2 separate regions of the Oryctolagus cuniculus genome follow, and region 2 is linked to region 1. A link is a contact called in public Micro-C data. All regions are on one chromosome and are shown on one strand. The core of a region is the stretch at or near the end of the contact, and the rest is flanking DNA. Distances in the headings are between cores, read along the strand shown.

Region 1 (6,032 bases), core at 1,017-3,516:
TTGTCTTTCTCTCTCCCCCACCCCCTCTAATTCTTCCTTTGAAAAAATAAATAAATCTTAAAAAAAATTGGTCTGCTATCTCTAGTGAGTCAGCTAGGAGGCTATAGTCAGAAAAAAATCTAGTTTTTCAAACCCTGTATACATGTAACTGATATCTGTATGTGTATAAGGATAATGCACAGTGAACCCTGTGTGAAGAAATCCCGCTGTTGGGTAGTGAAGCACAATGAGGCAGGAGTCACACCTCCTGCAGCACCTGATCCCTGCCTTGCCGATGTCCACAGAAATCGTGGCCTGCGTTTACGAACCAATCTCCAAGTATGTAACAAAAGCAGAGCAAAGTGATTAACTAGATCCAAGTATTTTTATAAACGATGTATTTATTTATTTGAAAGGCAGAGTTAGAGAGAGAGAAAGGAAGAGAGAGAGAAAGGTTTTCCATCCACTGGTTCTCTCTCCAGATGGCTGCAACTGCCAGGGCTGGGCCAGGCCGAAGCCAGGAGCCAGGAGCTTCTTCCAGGTCTTCCACATGGGTGCAGGGGCCCAGGGACTTGCACCATCTTCAGTTGTTTTCTCAGGTGCATTAGCAGGGAGCTGGATTGGAAGTGGAGCAGCTGAGACAACAACTGGTACCCATATGGGACGCCTGCTCTGCCACAGTGCCAGTCCCAATCTAGGCATTCTTAACAAAATAGGATATTTTCCAAAATGCAGCGTTGAATTGGAGTGACTTTTTTTCTTTTCTAAAATTTAGTTATTTATTGGAAGGGGAGAGGAAGGGGAAAATTAACATTTTGCAGACAATTTTCCCCTCTGCACACCTTGCCACCATTTTGCTGAAAATGTGTCACCACAGTTTCTGTCTTCACTTGGAGGGAGAGGGAGGGGAAGACGGAGGGAGAACTTCCATCTTCTGGTTCACTCCACAAATGGCAGCAACAGCGGGGGCTAGGCCAGGCCACAACCAGCAGCCAGGAACTCCATCCTTGTCCCCCATATGCGGGGCAGGGACCTAAGCCTTCGGCCCACCCTCTAGTGCATTACCAGGCACATTAGCAGGAAGCTAATTAGCAGCGCTGGACCAGAACCCGGGCACTCCCACAGGGGACACGGGTGTTCCAAGTGAGGCCTTAACTGGCTGGGTCACAACCCCTGCCCCAGATGACTTTTCTTTTTAAATAGCCCCTTTGCCTGCCTCCCTCTCCCAGAGAGTGTGTGGAGTCAGGAATGTTTTGTGAATTTAGATGAATTGCTCACGTCCCCCAGGGTGACTATATTTATGTCTCAGTTTGCCTGTGACAGCTTTGTGCTGTTGTCCAGGTGTAATTACTAGTAGCATCCCTTTCCCACTTAAACGCCTTGGTTTACATGGTCACCCCAGCAATCGCAAAAAGAGAGGGGCAAAGATGGACGTGCATGTACCACTGTAACAGGGTTAGTGTAGTAGTATTGTGGGGGACAGGGAGATTTACACGGGTAACTTGTGCAGCTGGATGGCGCCCCTGGCTTTGAAGCTGGTGAAAGTCTTGGGCGACCGGGCCGGCTGCAGGCCAGCCTCCCTGGCGGACTGATGCAGCTTCCTGGAGAGATTTAGAGCCGGCCAGCCCTAGCGTGGCTCTCTTTCCATCCCCCTCTTCCTCCCACCAGCCGCACAAGCAAACAGACAGGACAAAACCCCCGGGTATTCAACACTTGTATCGATTTTTAAAGTTGGCTGCAGCCCTAAATTCCTCGAGAGTAGCTGGGTGCCCCATAAGAAACCCCGAGCTCAACAGATCCTGAACTGCACCACTGCATTTTCCGCCCACGATCTCGGCCAGGCCTCGCGCCAAGGTTTCGCCTGAGCAGGGGAAACCGCGTCCCGCGAGGCTCCCGGGAGGCCTCCTCCAGCCACAGCGCAGCCCTCACTCACGGCTGGACGCAAAGACTTTTTTTCACGACACTTTTTTTCTGCCGAGTTACGAAAACACGTGCAGGGCGCCCCGCCCCGTCCCGCCCCCACGCGGACTTGGTGGGGGTCTCCTGGCTTCTGTCGTTCGCTTGCCCAAGGGGCTTTTAGGTCCCGGTGTTCGTGTGGGATTTTCCAAAAATCAGCGTAACTAGATGGGCATCGAGAGAGCTGTTACACAACAAGACGTGAGGGTTCTGAAAGTCACCTGTTGCCCAGCGCCCCTGCTGCCCCCAGCGGCCGGTCCTAGCGGCCGGGCGGGCGGGCGCGGACGCCGCTTCCGGGGCCCCGCGGTGACTTTCCATTGTCCCCAGGCCGCGCCCGCCGCGCGCTGGCTGAGTCATTCAAAAATTCCTCTTTGTGTGCTCTCCGCGCGCAGAGATGGGCGCTGCAATAGTCCTCTTTCAGACAAAAGAAACGCGGCCTCTCGGAGCTCTGCTTCGCGAGTCAGCTAAAAGATGAGTCAAACTCGCGTTTCCGGACAGCGACAAATATTTGCCGTGCCCCACCCCGCGGAGAAATGCCCGCAGCTCGAGTTTCGCCCCCAAGTGGCTCGAATCTGGAGCGTGCTTTTAGTGTGCGGGGTCAAGTGATCCGGGGTGGGGGATGGTGAGGGCTGTGCATTCCAAGCTTGTGAAGTGTGTGTGTGTGTGTGTGTGTGTGTGTGTGCGTGCTTTCAACATCCGACCTTTACGAAGTATTTTTTTTTTTTTTAACAAATGTAAAATCCTTACTGTGAAAGTTGGCGGGGATTTACTCCGGGATCAAGGAGTGGATAAAGTGGCAGAGCTGAATGACATCCTCCAGGAGAGAGTCTGTGTTTCTGGCAAGTAAATATGGGTCATTTGGCACAGCCTGTGGGCTGACATGAATATCAACAAGGGCCACTTTGTCAGCCGGAAGCCACTTGACTGCCCTGCGCTGGCTGCGCGGTATAGTTTGAGGGGATGACACTCGTGGGGACCTTGGAGTTCCAGGACCAGGGACTCTGGGTCTGGGATTCCACAGCCAGCGGGGACAATTCTACGGCTGTCTCTGAATTTTTGTATTTTTTTAAAAAAATGCATATTTTTCCTGTTTTAAAAAATATATATTTATTTTAGAGGCAGAGAGAATGAGAGAACTCGCATCTGCTGATTCACTCCGCAAATGCTTAAAACAGTTGATTTCCCACATAAGAGAAAGGGACCCATCCAGTGCTGGTTCCCAGCGTCTGCAGTGGCAGGAAGCGAGGGTCCCAAGCCAGAGCCAGGAACTTGGCCAGGCACTTCAATCTGGAGGGCTGGCATTTAACTGCTAGACCCAACTCCTGCCCCATTTATTTTAACTTTCAGAAATTTAAAAAAATACAAAGGAGAAAAAAGTAAATTTCCTGTAATTCACTATCTAGAAATAATCGCTGTTAACGTATTGGTGTATGGATGCATATTTTATTCAAACAAAACTGGAACCACTATACTCAAGCTAATTAAGAATACAAGCCAATACAAAACACCTGTATATGAATGTTCAAAGAAATACTGTTCACAACTGTCACAAAGTAGAAGTGACTAAATAGGTCCATCAACAGATGAATGAATAAACAAGAATGGTGAATTCATGAGAAATATTATTTGGCAATAAGAAGGAATGAAGGACTGATAGGCGCTGTAACAGGATGAACCTCGAAAGCATTATTCTGGGGCCAGCGCTGCGGTGTAGCGGGTAAAGCCGCCGACTTGCGGTGCTGGCATCCCGTATGGGCGGCGGTTCGAGTCCCGGCTGCTCCACTTCTGATCCAGCTCTCTGCTATGGCCTGGGAAAGCAGTAGAAGATGGCCCAAGTCCTTGGGCCCCTGCACAAGCATGGGAAGAAGCTCTTGGCTCCTGGCTTCGGGCCAGCGCAGTTCCGGCCGTTATGGCCGTTATGGCCGTTATGGCCGTTATGGCCGTTATGGCCATCTGGGGAGTGAACCAGCAGATGAAGACTCCTGCCTCTGCCTCTCTGTAACTCTGCCTTTCAAATGAATAAATAAATCGTAAAAAAAAAAAAAAAAAAAAGAAAGAAAGCATTACGCTAAGAGAAAGCTGCCAGTCACAGTAGACAGCATGTTACATGATTCCACTTATAGAAAAGATACCTGTAGAGCAGAAAGTACCTTAGTGGTGGGCAGGGGCTGAGGGGAGAGGGGCATGGAGAACAAGTGCTAGTGTCTTTTTTTGGGGTGTTGGATACACTAAAAATCAAGGAATTATACTCTTTAAAAAAGAATTTTTATCATATATGAATTTTATCTCAGTAAGCTCTTACATTTAAAAAAAATCAACAATCTTTTCTCTCTCTTAGCACCATCATGGTGATTGGCAAGAACAAGAACCTCCCCAAAGGTGGCAAAAAAGGGAGACAAGAAGAAAATGGCTGACCCGTTTTCTAAATATTTGTTTATTTATTTTTAAGATTTATTTATTTGAAAATCAGAGTTACAGAGAGAGAGGAGAGGCAGAGAGAGAAAGAGAGGTCTTCCATCCAATGGTCCACTCCCCAATTGGCTGAAACAGCCAGAGCTGTGCCGATCTGAAGCCAGGAGCCAGGAGCTTCTTCCAGGTCTCCCACATGGGTGCAGGGGCCCAAGGCCTTGGGCCATCTTCTACTGCTTTCCCGGGCCATAGCAGAGTGAACTATCCAGCTCATAGCAGAGAGCTGGATCAGAAGAAGAGCAGCCGGGACTTGAACTGGAGCCCATATGGGGTGCCGGCACTTCCGGCCAGGGCGTTAACAGCGCCGGTTTTTGCCTTTGACTTGACCCAGCCCTAGCTATTGTGGGCATTTGGGAGTCTACTAGTGATTGGGAGATCTTTGTGTGTATCTATCTGCTTCTAAAATAATAATAATATACTGGAAAAACGTTAGTCATGAAGACTCAAGGAATCAAAATGTTTTCAAAGGTTTATTTATTTATTTGAAAGGCAGAGAGCAAGGGAGGGAGAGAGAAAGAGAGAGGAAGGGATCTTCCATCTGATAGTTCATTCTACAAATGGCTGCAATGGCCCAGGCCGGGCCAGGCTGAAGTCAGGATCCTGGAACTCCACCTGGCACTCTCACATGGGTGGCAGGGCCCCAAGTATTGGTGCCATCTTCTGCAGCTTTCCCTGGCACATTAGCAGGGAGCTGGATTGGAAGTGGAGCAGCCAGGATTTGAACTGGTACTCATATGGGATGCCAGTGTTATAGGAGGCAGCTTAATCTGTTGTGCAGCCAAAATTGTATCTGATGGCCTCAAGGACTGAAACTCCTGTTGGTACCAAGTTACTGATTGATGGTTATTTATTTCATCTATTCTGTATGGGTTTTACTGAAAATACAATCATCAGATACGGAGGACTTATGCTTAGCACCAGCAGGTTTGCCAAATCTGGAAGAAGGTGGTGGAAATCATGACTCAAGAGAGGAGAGAGAGAGAGAGAGAGAGAATGAGAATCTTCTATCTGCTGGTTTACTCCCCAATTGGCTGAAACAGCTGGGTCTGGGCTGATCCGAAGCCAGGAGCCAGAAGCTTCTTCCGGGTCTCCCATATGGGTACAAGGACCCAAGGACTTGGGCCATCTTCTACTACTTTCCCAGGACATAGCAGAGAGCTGGATGGGATTCAAACCGGTTCCCATATGGGATACCGGCCCTGCAGGCAGCGGCTTTAACCGCTACGCCACAGCACCGGCCTCTGTTCTCATTCTTTCTAATGGTGCACAGCATTCTCTCCTGTGGCTGCACCACAACTTATTCAACAATTTCTGTGCTGATGGAAAATTGACAATATCCCAACAATGTGTATATGCTTAACCAGTATGTTTTTAGGATATATTACTATAGATAAAATAGCTGGTTTGAAGAATATACATTTATTTTTGACTTACAGCCAAATTACCCTCCAAAAGCAGTGTGATGATTTTTATGCTCATCAACAGTGCGCAGGTGTGACTTTTGATGGAAAAGATACGATAGCACACGAGGAAAGAGGTTTTCTTTACCATTGGAAAGACTTGGTGTGAATCTTGTCTCTGTTAGTGTATCTTAGCTGTGCAGCTATCTCAGTTTTCTCACGTAAAAA
Region 2 (6,032 bases), core at 907-3,406, 51 kb before region 1:
CACCCACAGCAACCGTCTGTCTCATATCACGGACAGCGAAACGACCTATTAAAACAAGTATTGAGTTGCCATGAGACACATAGTTCACAGAAGCAATTGTTAATCTTTAGTACAACTTGTAATAGCAATAAAAAAAAAAATCCTTACCCAGAGGAGGATAGTCAGAGAAGCTCTCAACACACATGGGCTTGCCGGGAACCATATCAACAATGGCAGCATCACCAGATTTCAAGAATTTAGGGCCATCTTCCAACTTCTTTCCAGAACGACGATCAATCTTTTCCTTCAGCTCAGCAAACTTGCAAGCAATGTGAGCTGTGTGACAATCCAGTACAGGGGCATACCCAGCACTGATCTGACCTGGATGGTTCAGGATGATCACCTGGGAAAAAAAGGATATGCATTTTAGTGCTTCTCAAACTGAACTGTGGTAACAGCTAGAAATGCTAACTCCCCTGATGTGATAACACTTCATACATGCATCAGATTGCTTACCCCCTTGAGTATGCATGAACATTGTCAATTAACAGATCATTTTAAATTGTTACCTGAGCAGTGAAGCCAGCTGCTTCCATTGGTGGGTCATTTTTGCTGTCACCAGCAACGTTGCCACGACGAACATCTTTGACAGACACGTTCTTGACATTGAAGCCCACATTGTCCCCAGGAAGAGCTTCACTCAAAGCTTCATGGTGCATTTCGACGGACTTGACTTCAGTTGTGACATTGACTGGAGCAAAAGTTACCACCATGCCAGGTTTGAGAACACCAGTCTCCACTCGGCCCACAGGGACAGTGCCAATACCTAAAATATTTGCAGATTACCAAAGAGTTATTGAGGGCCAAAGATTTTTCACCTGTTCCAATTCAAGTTATATTCTGATGTTACATTAATACCCAACTTACCACCAATTTTGTAGACATCCTGTAGGGGCAGACGCAGAGGCTTGTCAGTTGGTCTAGTTGGTGGAAGGATGCAGTCCAGGGCTTCAAGCAGTGTGGTTCCACTGGCATTGCCATCTTTGCGGGTGACTTTCCATCCCTTGAACCACGGCATCTGAAACACAAGAGAACAATTAATTCTATCACATCACCACTTCCAGCTCTTTAACAAGCACTGTCTTGAAAGTCACTTACATTAGCACTTGGCTCCAGCATGTTGTCACCGTTCCAACCAGAAATTGGCACAAATGCTACTGTGTCAGGGTTGTAGCCAATTTTCTTAATGTAGGTGCTGACTTCCTTAACGATTTCCTCGTATCTCTTCTGGCTGTAGGGTGGCTCAGTGGAATCCATCTTGTTAACACCAACAATTAGCTGTTTCACACCCAGCGTGTAAGCCAGAAGGGCATGCTCACGGGTCTGCCCGTTCTTGGAGATACCAGCTTCAAATTCCCCGACACCAGCAGCAACAATCAGGACGGCACAGTCAGCCTTTAAAGAAATCAAGGACACACACTGTGAACGAAGGTACCTCAAACCTAAGGAGGAACTCACCCACCCCCCGCCTAGAAAACCTTATGTCTACAGTTACTAGTTGCACAAACCTGAGATGTGCCTGTAATCATGTTTTTGATGAAGTCTCTGTGTCCTGGGGCATCAATGATAGTCACGTAATACTTGCTGGTCTCAAATTTCCACAGGGAGATGTCGATGGTGATACCACGCTCACGCTCGGCTTTCAGTTTATCCAAGACCCAGGCATACTTGAAGGAGCCCTTTCCCATCTGTAATTACACAGAGCACTCAGACGGTTACTAAGACACAGCAAAGCTTGAAACCCCATGCCCCCCTCCGCTTGGGAATGCATTCCGCTTCCCAAACTGCTGGGCCTAGGTGGCTCTCCAGTCGATATGGTGGCTCGTGATTTTAACATTCACATTCAGACAACTAATCACTGTTGTCTTTTATAGTCATAGCACTCTCATTTTAGTGGCCAGACTTAATGTAATTCAGCATCTTTCCCTTGCGATACTGGACATACCTCGGCAGCCTCCTTCTCAAATTTTTCAATGGTTCTTTTGTCGATGCCACCACATTTGTAGATCAGATGGCCAGTGGTGGTGGACTTGCCCGAATCTACGTGGCCAATGACGACGATGTTGATGTGAGTCTTTTCCTTTCCCATTTTGGCTTTGATTTAGCGGTGGTTTTCACGACACCTAAAATGGAAAAAGGGGGGGAACCTTTGAACCACTGTCCGAGGGTTGAGACTAAGCCACGTTCAAAACTCAAAAGGGCAAATTCCAAGGAGAATTACATCCAATGCCAAGCTGGCCTAACTCTTCAGTCTCCACCCACCGAGTGAGTTAACTCCATCGCCTAAAAAATCTCCGCCCCCAGCCGAGCCAAGCCGAACTCCAAAGGCCACACGAAGAAGCCAGGTGCCCAGACGGCGCCCTGTACCCCGTGGGGTCGCAGGAAGCGGCGGCCGAAGAGGGGAAGGCTCTTTTCCTTTGTGTGGGTGACTCACCCGCCCGCTCTCCCGGGCCACCGCGTCCTCCATTTTGAGCTCCCTGCAGCGGGGACGGCGAGCGGCCATCTTTTTCCGCGCACGCAACTGGTGCCGAGCGGGCCGGGCTCCGCCGCCCGGGGTGGGGCGGCCGCGGCCCCACCGAGCCGCCCGCCCCACGACCCTCGCCTCTCCCCTCGCCCGGCCTGGGCAGGCGCGGCGCCGTCGGGCCTCGCCCAGGCCGCGCCCGACATGTGCGCCCGGACGGGCGGGCCCCGCCGCTCGCTGTCCCTACGCCGCGCGGCCGCCCTGCCACCCCCTCGGGCCGGACGACGAACGCGCGGGGTAGCCCGCCCGGCCTCGGCGGGCCCATCTCGACGAACAAAAAAAGAGCCGTACCGATCCACGTAAAAACTCAAAGGGCCGAAGGGCCCCGCGAGCGAGGCTAGCCAGGCCGGCGCGAAGGCGAGAGGACTCGCACGCGGCGGCCACGCCAGGCCTCAACTCCAGCACGAGGAAGAGGCTCCTGGAAAACGCGCAAACCTCCAACCCTCCCGCCCCGTTACAGCCCGAAATTCGGAGCCAGGAACCTCGTCAAGAGGCTCAGTGGCATGGCAGTGTCCCCGAGCACGCGAGGGCCCCAGCCCGCTCAAGGCCAGACCCGCGGAAGCCACACCCGACACTCACCTGTGTTCTGGCGGCAAACCCGTTGCGAAAAAGAACGTCCAGGGCGACTACGGCACTTATATACGGTTCTCCCCCACCCTCGGGAAGAGGGCGGAGTCAGCACACGACACCGCTTTCCCAGTTTGCCCCGCGCCACCTCCACTAGGCACCGGTTCAATCGCCGTCCCCTCCCCCAACGCCTCGGGGACCGTGGGCGATGTGCGCTCCGACCACTGACGAGCACACAGCGCCTCGCGCATGCTCGCCTCGGTCCCGGTGACGACGAGCGCGAGGGGTAGGGGGCGGGGACGCGGCGATCTCTCGGTTCTAGGGTAACGGGAGTTTAGCGACGGTCCCTGGGCTTCCCCGAGACTGAGGCGAGTCCTCTTTTGTATGAATTACTCTGGGCTCTGGCGGCGAGAGGTGGGGGGAGGGCGGCGGCGAGGGCACCTCCGGGGTCTTCCACTCTCCCCGCTGCACCGCAGAGGTATCGAGGTTCGGGGTGTCTTCCCGCCCAGTCCTCAGCCTTGGCGCCTCGCTGGTCTGAGAGGAAGCCCCGGAGCCTCTTCCTCTGTGGATCACGGCCGGGTCCTGCTGCTCCCTCGCCTCTGCCTTCTGCGCCCCTCCGGTCGGGAGAGGCGTGCAAGGCCCCGGGACTCGGGGCAGCGCGGGGCTAAGGGCTCGGGGAGCGAGAAGCCGGGAGGGGCTCTGCCCGATGGCCGCGAGCACCACGCATCTGCTCCTGGGCTCGTTCCACCAAAGCCTGTCGCCTTTCTGGACGCCCGTGATACAAGTCGCCGCCTGGGGTTCTCCAGATGTTGGGTGTTTCAGTTTAGAACAGACTTCAGTCCTACCGTTAGCTGTACTTCTAATCCTGGTTTTGTTGGGCTAAGACTCTGGAAGAGAGTTCGTGGTCCCATTTTTTTCATCGTGTGCTGTCACTCGACTGCAAGCCCGAGAGGCCATGCTTCGCATTCAGCCTTCCCACATGATCTCGCAGCGACTGAGATCTACAGCATCAGCAAGCTTCTCCCAGCTTCCTATTTCCAACACTTGCTGCGAAGCCACTGCTCTGAAAGCCCCCCTCCCCCATTGAAGTACATGTCTTCCTTTTCTGTTGGCCTGTTGATCGTAACTGTTATTGATTGTAACTATATTTTAGCATAAATGAGATTCGGCCTTTGTAGATGGCTGTCAGGTTGGCCCTGTGAAACGCTCCTTTGAGAAAAGAACATTCATTTTTAATAAGCTGACTGCTGGCTCATTGTGTCAGGCGCAGTAACATCCCTGCCCGACTTCCCAGGCCAATCTATGAACAAGTATTTATTTGAGGACCTGTTATGCGCCCAGTGCTGTGTGAAGCATTGAGGGGTGCACAAAAGAAATAGTTCCTCCTGGAGAAGAACCCAGCATCAAATTGGAGCAGGAGAGTAATATGTAAACCACGGAGAAGCAGTTAAAGGCACATTTGTACAGTGCTCGTTTCTGTTTCATTGTAGAATAAAGTTCTAGCCCTTGCATTCAGTTACTTTTCACAGTTCACACTCTTTTTCTATTTAACTGAAAGAGGTTTTTCCGGAATTGTATCTACTTGTTTTACCACTCCTTGTAGACATACTTCCTAAAAAACAGGTTTCTCTATTTCTTCATTAGGCTTCTAGCCTACTCACTTTCATTTAGCTTTGAGATAGTTTAGGGAATCTAGGCCAAATAGTTTCCCCAGAAATATATATATATATGTATAAAACTTTTTTTTTCTATCCACAAAAGTCTTTTCTGTAATATATATATTTTTAACTTCTCTACTTTCACAAATTCTCTAGTCAGATCAAATTTTCCTAGCCTTTGGCTAATCATATACACATGGAATAAAATTATCTTGATATTCTAGTCCTTGGCTGTAATAAGAGAAAGATGTCAAGAAGTACTGATGAAAAGCAATCACCAGCAATAGAACAATGCAAATACTTCTGCTCTCTTGCTATCTCCATGGCAATATTTATTACTGTCTACTTTCTTTGGAATTACATTCCCACAATCTGTAATGTTATTATATCAAAGTAACATCGACTGTACTTATTTCAGATTAAGATTATGGTGCTATGTTAGACTTATTTCCATGCCTTCACGAACAGTGTGTGCTTCAAATGGCTTAGGTTTGCATGCTGTTGGAGAATGTACTAAGACATTTTATCAAAGGTGGCAGGTTTTTGATAAACATGAAGGCATGGCTAGGAAGAAATGGTCATTTAGGAAAAGAGGCAAAGATGAAAGACTGGAGTTTTACTTGGGATCCAGAATCGTAGCTAACATCTAATCTAAGAATAAAAAGTCAAAATGAAAGTAGATGTTGGTAAGAGGGGAAAGTATCAAAGATAATTTCAGTTCAGTAAAAGTGAGCAAAATTATCTGTAAAATCACAATTCAGCAGAATGTGGTGTTGCAAACTTAAAGACTTTTATCCAATCCTCATATTGGAACACTTGGGGATATGTATGCTTTGTGTTGAATTAGTTTGAAAATATAGATCTACCATAATTGAAACAGTAATTTTTATGGGTGTGCGTGTATGTGTTCAACATCATGTTGTTATTCTTTAAGAAATGGCTGCAAACATCTCCACAGGACCTTATGAAAACGACACCTCCTGATTCAAATCTGACCTAAACCTTTTCCTAGTCACCTCACCTTGCTGCTCTGGATGATTAAAAAAAAAAAAAAGTCCAACATACTAAATGTAAAGTAACAGAATGGGCCAGAGGTGTCTCTTTGGTAGCCAAATTTATGCCCAGAAAGAAAAGAAAAATGAAAAAAAAAAAAAAAGAGAGAGAGAAAAAAGGTCTCCAAAAGCTATCCCGGATCATAAGCAAGTTTTCCGCATGCCCCTGTGATTGCAAGAAAGAGTATATAGTTT

Evidence for each region. A called contact is a pair of places that touch in the nucleus more often than the background predicts.
Region 2: a contact with region 1 is called in a Micro-C map of ear pinna, with 4 times the contacts expected there. The contact joins the promoter of EEF1A1 here to the enhancer-like site in region 1. A contact is called at or near these places in 5 of 6 Hi-C or Micro-C datasets (ear pinna, embryonic fibroblasts, psoas muscle and 2 more).

What each region holds. Positions count from the first base shown.
Region 1 is chr5:98,974,390-98,980,421 of mOryCun1.1, reverse strand. No RefSeq gene overlaps it. Among named protein-coding and RNA genes, the nearest start is that of EEF1A1, 52 kb to the left of the region's middle. Within about 2 kb of position 2,266, at least 6 of the 8 cell types and tissues checked have an H3K27ac peak or open chromatin away from gene starts, as enhancers often do. A contact at or near this core is called in ear pinna, where this site is marked.
Region 2 is chr5:99,025,239-99,031,270 of mOryCun1.1, reverse strand. It overlaps EEF1A1 (eukaryotic translation elongation factor 1 alpha 1), which reads right to left and starts at 2,156. Exons shown (of 7, transcript NM_001082339.1): 1 at 1,985-2,156; 2 at 1,548-1,727; 3 at 1,138-1,434; 4 at 907-1,057; 5 at 549-805; 6 at 148-382; 7 at 1-45. The coding sequence starts at 2,128.